Linked DNA regions of Mus musculus: region 1 is linked to region 2. The links are chromatin contacts, called in public promoter capture Hi-C maps. All regions are on one chromosome and are shown on one strand. Each heading gives the region's core, a stretch centred on a gene start, on an enhancer-like site or on the middle of the called end of the contact. The rest is flanking DNA. Distances are from core to core; before and after follow the strand shown. Region 1 overlaps Afap1 (actin filament associated protein 1). Region 2 overlaps Acox3 (acyl-Coenzyme A oxidase 3, pristanoyl).

The links. Capture Hi-C pulls out chosen DNA fragments and counts their contacts.
Region 1: a contact with region 2 is called in a promoter capture Hi-C map of adipose tissue. The contact joins two enhancer-like sites.

Annotation. Positions count from the first base shown.
Region 1 is chr5:35,906,663-35,909,795 of GRCm38.p6, reverse strand. The region is part of intron 1 of Afap1 (actin filament associated protein 1); the gene reads right to left. Among named protein-coding and RNA genes, the nearest start is that of Afap1, 15 kb to the right of the region's middle. Within about 2 kb of position 1,620, at least 144 of the 459 cell types and tissues checked have an H3K27ac peak or open chromatin away from gene starts, as enhancers often do. A contact at or near this core is called in adipose tissue, where this site is marked.
Region 2 is chr5:35,608,356-35,611,477 of GRCm38.p6, reverse strand. Acox3 (acyl-Coenzyme A oxidase 3, pristanoyl) reads right to left here. Exons shown (of 19, transcript NM_030721.3): 16 at 3,046-3,122; 17 at 2,391-2,458; 18 at 1,656-1,742. Among named protein-coding and RNA genes, the nearest start is that of 4931431C16Rik, 21 kb to the right of the region's middle. Within about 2 kb of position 1,842, at least 113 of the 459 cell types and tissues checked have an H3K27ac peak or open chromatin away from gene starts, as enhancers often do. A contact at or near this core is called in adipose tissue, where this site is marked.

The DNA.
Region 1 (3,133 bases), core at 371-2,870, 300 kb before region 2:
GGGACAAGACTGCAATAAACACCTTCTGGGGACTTCATACTCGAGGCTCTCCTGTGCCACTGAAATGAGATGTATGGTGATCTTGCAAAATTACCTATCAGCTTTCTGCTCCATGGAGAGATGGGAGGGGGTCAGAACAGAGTGAAGGCCGGTAAGTGTGCTCATGGGAGATTCCAGCCAGATGGAGTGTCAAGTTGTTCCCTGTTGTCTGCAGGAAGCAAGGCTCAGTAGAGGGGAAGCCTCGGCACTGCTCCTACCTGCAACACCGCAACACCTCAGACCAGGGGTTCTCAGCCTCTGCTGTACACAGGAACAATCAAGAGATCCCTAAAAGCAACATCTCCCTGCACTCCACTCTCAGAGATTCTATCGCAGCTGGCCTGCTTGTCTCAAAAATCCCCTGTGCAGCCAGGGTTGCAAAGCCCTTGTCCCAGACACTCACACACTTGGCTCAGGTCAACACACTCATTGGGATTCTGAGCACTAGAAACAGGTTGAGACAGGGCAGCCTCTACCCTGTGACCACAGACCTGTCTACCCTGTGACAACAGACGAGCACTTACTCTCTGTTTTAGGAAAAAGAAACTGGGATCCCAGATTTATTTCAGGCCAAACCAAATAAACTTGCAGGTGAAGAGAGATTTGGGTGTAGGCTTCTACACAAAATACTTCCTGTTGCTCCCTGCCAGAAGCCTGGGGACTAACTGAGCCCGGGGAATTCTGGGAGGAAATTCATGCCTGAACCACAGTGAAAGTGTACTGCCTACACACACCCCTCAGCACAGCGACGCTTCAGATCGGGGTGCAAATGGAGGACACAGCAGCACAAAAGAAGCCAGCTCTGCGGCCTCTGCTCCCTCCGTGTCACTACTGGTTCTGCTCTGAGCCCCGGGGACAGATAAATAACTAACAGCACAGAAACTCGGAGGACAGAGATACCATTGAAGGAATTCAGCCACCAGCCAGGAAAGGAGCCATAGGGCCCTGTTTCCATCCCTAGGAGATGGAAAGGAAAATGAGAACACACACACAGGCACACACACGCACACTAGCTGAAGGAACACACATACACGCATACGCACAAACAGGCACATGCACATACATACACACATAAGCTGGAGGAACATTTAAAGTGTTTCACACCTACAGGCCTTCCACTAATAGCAATTCAAGCAAGCCTTCAGTTTCTTGCAAACCTTGCAACTCCTCCTGCATCACTAATCTTCCTAGAAGCCCTTTGCTGTCAGGGTTAGTAATGGATGAGGCCTGAGTTGGCTAAGACATATTAATATAAGAAGAGCACACTCTGGTGTCCCCCACCCCTGCCCTGTACCCCCCACCCCCCTGCTCCCAGCAGTCACTCTCAGCACAGTGAAAAGTGACCTGTGTTCTTTTCACTGTCTCAGCCTCTCCTCTGACCCGGCATTCCCCGGAAAGCTAGCAAGCTGGCAGCCCTGTCTCTGACTGCTCTGAGGCCACAAAAGCCGTAAAGCACTGAGCAGACACGGTCCATCTGTCTCTCACTGTCTTCTACTTGTCATGCGGGTCACTCTGTAGGCAGACCGGCTGCGGAAGGTTTGGCAGGTTACCAGAAAGTGACTCCTCACTCCTGCCCTCCCTCCTTGGCACAGACTACCCGAAGTACAGGAAGACCAGAAGGCTTTTTTTCTGAGCCACATGATGTGCATTCCTGTCCTGCTCCACTGGAGACACCCCACCCATCGCATGCAGGCAGGAGGAGCACATGCCTCCTTCCCATGGTGGGGCAGGTGTCCTAGGTTAGCGCGGCTTGTCATAAGACCTAAGGGGGCTGTCTCAGGCTCGACCTCACCCAGGGCTCACGGGCATAAACCATGCATGCTGTCCCTTTCAGGTTTTCGGGCAGAATTACAGATGTGCTTTCTTCAAGTTCCAGAGAAGTTGTTTACACAGCTGTATTCCCAGTAGACATGATGCCTTACAGGCTGCTGAGCCATGCCACAGTATAGCTCACCTGCTCTCGGGACACACTGCTTCCTTAGCTCATTTCATCAAGGAAACAAACCAAGAGGGATAGAGAGATGACTCCACAGTTAAGAGCACTTCCTGCTTTTGTGGAATACCTGAGCTCAGGTCCCAGCACCCACAGCTGATGCCTCCCAACTGCTTGGAACTCTAGCTCCAGGAGGACCTGACACCCTCTTCTTGCCTCTGAAGGCATTGCACTCATATGCAATGTGTGCAAGCAAGTGCGAGTGCACACACACACACACATACACACACACAGTTAAAAATACAATAACTTTAAAAAATAAAAAACACCAATCTCACAAAAATTCAGTGAGTTTTCCAATAATCCCCCTCCCATCCCCTCTTACTGAAGCAGGACATAAAGATCTTTTGACTCTGAAACCAATACTTTGGCCAATGTGCCGCACAGTCCCTGTGGGGCTGGGAGTCCCCCCTGACCTTAAAACTGCAAACAGAAGCCTCTCACATGTCTTCCAGCTTCCTAACAGTAAGCAATTTATACATTTCCAACTGTATTTGGGAAAGTGCACAGGCCGTTGTCCAAGGTTCCTTCATTTGTGTCTTGGACAGATCATACCAATGCAGTGAGCAGAGGGGTGTGGGAAGTGTCTGCTGAGGTGGAGAGACAGCAAGGTCAGCTGTCACAGGCATATGCAGCCCTTAAAGGTGTATCGAAGGAAAGATAACACGAAGTCCCATCAAACACAGACAGAAAAGGAGACAAAATTACCAAGGGCCTTCTGGGGCTGGAGAGATGGCTCAGAGGCGAACAGCACACACAGGGGACCCATGTCAGGTAACACATAACCATCTAACTCCAGCTCCACGGGCTCTGACAGCTCTGGCCTCCTCAGATGTGGAACTCAACTCTCATCTCCCAAGTCCGTGGACCATGGACCACAGTTGTTTTGCCTCACCATTCCCCTTGAATGTCATCCTGAATGCTTCCAGAATACAATTGCTATGTCTCTACCTGCACAGGCTTTCGAGTTACCGTAACTTCTTTTCTCTGAGATAAATGCCCTCAAGGGCAATGGCACATGCTTGTGTTTCCTGGTTTAGATTTCTAAGAGACTGTCACCATGCCTTTGGGGGCCTGCCCCTTTTTTCCTTCCCCACCAGT
Region 2 (3,122 bases), core at 593-3,092:
CAATGGACACCTTGGGCAGACGCAGCTAGGGTAGAGCCACAACATTGCCATAAAGCTGCCCTCCTGCCTAAGAGACCTGACTGCTCGTCCACGTGGTGTGAACTTGGCCATGTTCCACGGTGCTGAGCTTGCACTCCTGAAGCCATGCCTGCTGGGCGGGCCTGGGAAGGGGGCACTGCTTCCTTAGGCTGAACAGTGTGTGCAGTCACCCTGCCAGGCAGGACCTCGCCACCACGGACTGAGCTGCAGCACTCAGAAACACAAGTTCCTCTCCATCCTCTCTGCCTCTAGCAGTTCTTGACCAGAGAGCATGTGCTCAGTTCCTTCTGCAGGCAACAGGCCCTGCATGTGGTGGTCCTACCAAGAAGGTCCTGTCTGCAAATGCCTGAGAAGTCGACCTGCGTGTGTGTGGGGGGGGGGGAGGCAATTGAGGCAAGCCTTACTCCCCAGTGTTCTCTTCATACTCAAAGTTCCTTGTCTATCAGTTCTAACACAGGACCCAGATCTCTGTCCACAGCTGGCTCTGCTATGCATGGACCACAGGGCAGGCTGTTCTGCACCTTAGGCTCTGATCATAAAAAACGGTGTGGTGCACACCCTGTGGGCTACCGGCCCTGCCTGTACACACTCCTGGTGCACCTGGGAACCTGCCCAGCCCTGGCTCACATCTGCTCCCTGGATGCCCACTCCAATGCACATGTATAGCCTGAGTGTACCAATCTTGGGGGTTCAGACCCCCCAGACAGGGCCCTCACAGGCTTGTGAAGCGCTGAGTCCAGAGTGCTGTCTGAGGACAGCGGACTCCATGTCCTCACCATTGATCGCCAGCTCACAGCAAGCCACCACAGCCCTGGAGTGGATAAGATTAAACCTGTCCCACAGCTCACAACCATCAGGCCTCCGGCACATAGCTGGAACACCTTGCAAGGTCATGCTGGCAGAATAAGAGGGGTATAGGCCCAGGGATAGCAAGGCACTTCAGAACACCAGTCTGTGGACGTCTCCCTACATGGGCATCACCTTGTGGTGGGGTGTCAAACAGGGCAGGAAGGTGCAGGCGGGGGAAGAAGAGGCCAGTTGCACCTCGGGTGAGGCTTAAGCCCACTAACTGCTTCTGAACAAGCCATGCTAGAATTTGGTAGCCAGTGAACACCAGGGAGCTCACCAAGGGCTGTGGGGCTGTAGAGGTAGGCACAGAGGGGCAATGGCCCCATAGCTGGAATGGCCAAGGGGTAGTCAACTGTGGTTGGAGGGCAGAGCAGAGGAGAACTTGAAGATGCCAGGGTTTTAAAAATAGACCAAGCAGATGGGGTCATGTCTGACCACAAAGACCAGGGCCAGGGTGGCTAATGGTAGCTGTTTTGTCAAATTTATGGCTCTGACGCCATGTCTGTGACTGAGCTGTAGGGCCCATGTGGACAGCAGGCATGGAGGGATGGAGGAGGCTGGGACCTGTATGTCACTCCAGGACAACGGTGCAACTTCCCTGTTCTGTGGGGTGAAGGCTGGTGGTCAGGAATGGGATCCAAGACACAGAGCAGGAGTGGCAAAGAACTGTGACACCACCTGATTTCTCTTGTCCCCAGAAAGCTCCCCAAGTATGACAATTTCCAGGAAATTGTGTCCTCAGCGGCCACAGGGGGCATTCCCCTTACCTCACCATCAGCTTTGGCAATTGGGGAGTTCAGAACAAAGTCGGAGGGGGCGATGACATCTACCAAGGCCACCGCATCGTCTTTCAGCTGTTGGGAAACAAAGTTCATCCACTTGGCTACGCCCTACAGTCTCCATGGCAACCATGGAGTAACAAAGCCCCGCTGCTGGTTGCTACAGTGAACTGGAAACCTGAGCAGGCACAGAGTGGGGCCTCACCGGTCTGGGTTATAGATTCCCTGGGTGTGTGTTTGCATACTTCTACCATGTCGCCATTGACTCGGGACAGCCAGCATTTGTTGTTGCGGCAAGGCTGGGAAGCTGGCAGATGTGCTGAGTGCAGCCTGTTAGCGTGTCCCCTGAGGCGCATCCCCAGCCTAGGGCCAAACTGCCGACTGCTTTTTCTGAAGCTGGAAAGGAAGTCCAGAAGCCACAGGGGCAGAAAGTGCTCCTGAGCTCCTGCAAAAGCTATCACACTTGCAGCTGAGGCGGTGGTTCCGTGACCCCTGCTTCCTCACACAGACCGTTATTAAGCCCCACAGAGCAATCTGCTGTGGAGACACCCAAGGACTTTCTTGAAATGCATACAATTTTTTTTCCTTCAAATAACTCCTGCCAAGCACACTGAAGTTTAATAACGTTTGGGTGATGGCAGAGCTAGGGCAGACAGTCTCGGGGTGATGGTAGAGGCCTCACAGTGGGGACAGAGAGAATTCCCAACAAAGGTGGTGACTCACCTGCTCACACAGGGTCAGGATGGCGTCCTCCATCGCTCTTCCTGTTTGTTCCCCAGAAATGTAGCCACCTGCAAGCACAGCTTTGTCAAACACTCCTCAGCCCTGTGGCCACAGCATATAAGAAAGGCCTTTTCCATTTAGTCCCATGAAGCCTTTTGAACGGAGATGTCAGGGTATCAGAGCACTAACCAGTCTACTGTGATGTCTGGGAAGAAACATGCTGGCTCCAGACCAGTTCTGAGGTTCCCTGTCACCCCTCACCCCCGCCACTCCTGTGCATGTGTCAGACCTGGTTAAGGAGACATGAGAGAGGCAAGGGCCTGAGGCTTGGGGACCACAGGGGGAATAGGGATAGGCAGGTGTCAGCATCAGACCACACAGGTGCCCAGCCGCACTTCAGGTGGATGTGAGGGGGGCTGGCGGCCTAGAAGGGTCATGGGGCTATGGTATGTGGGGCATGTAGGCCCGTGAAGCTACTGGGGGACAGAGTAAGGGATCAAGCTCCCAGTAGCCTTCCTGTAGAATATCAACAGTGGTCTATGTGGCTGGGAATGTGTCAATGGCGAGAACTACTTTCAGGATGATTTTTTTTCAGCAAAGAGAAAGGTCCCTGGGTCACTGCTTTCTCAGACAGCCATCCAAGTAGCAGCCTCACCTCGGTAGAGCAGGGCCATGTGCTGGCTCAGGCACCACAGGCCGTAGAGCGTGCTGAGCCGCCCGAGCACAGTCCGC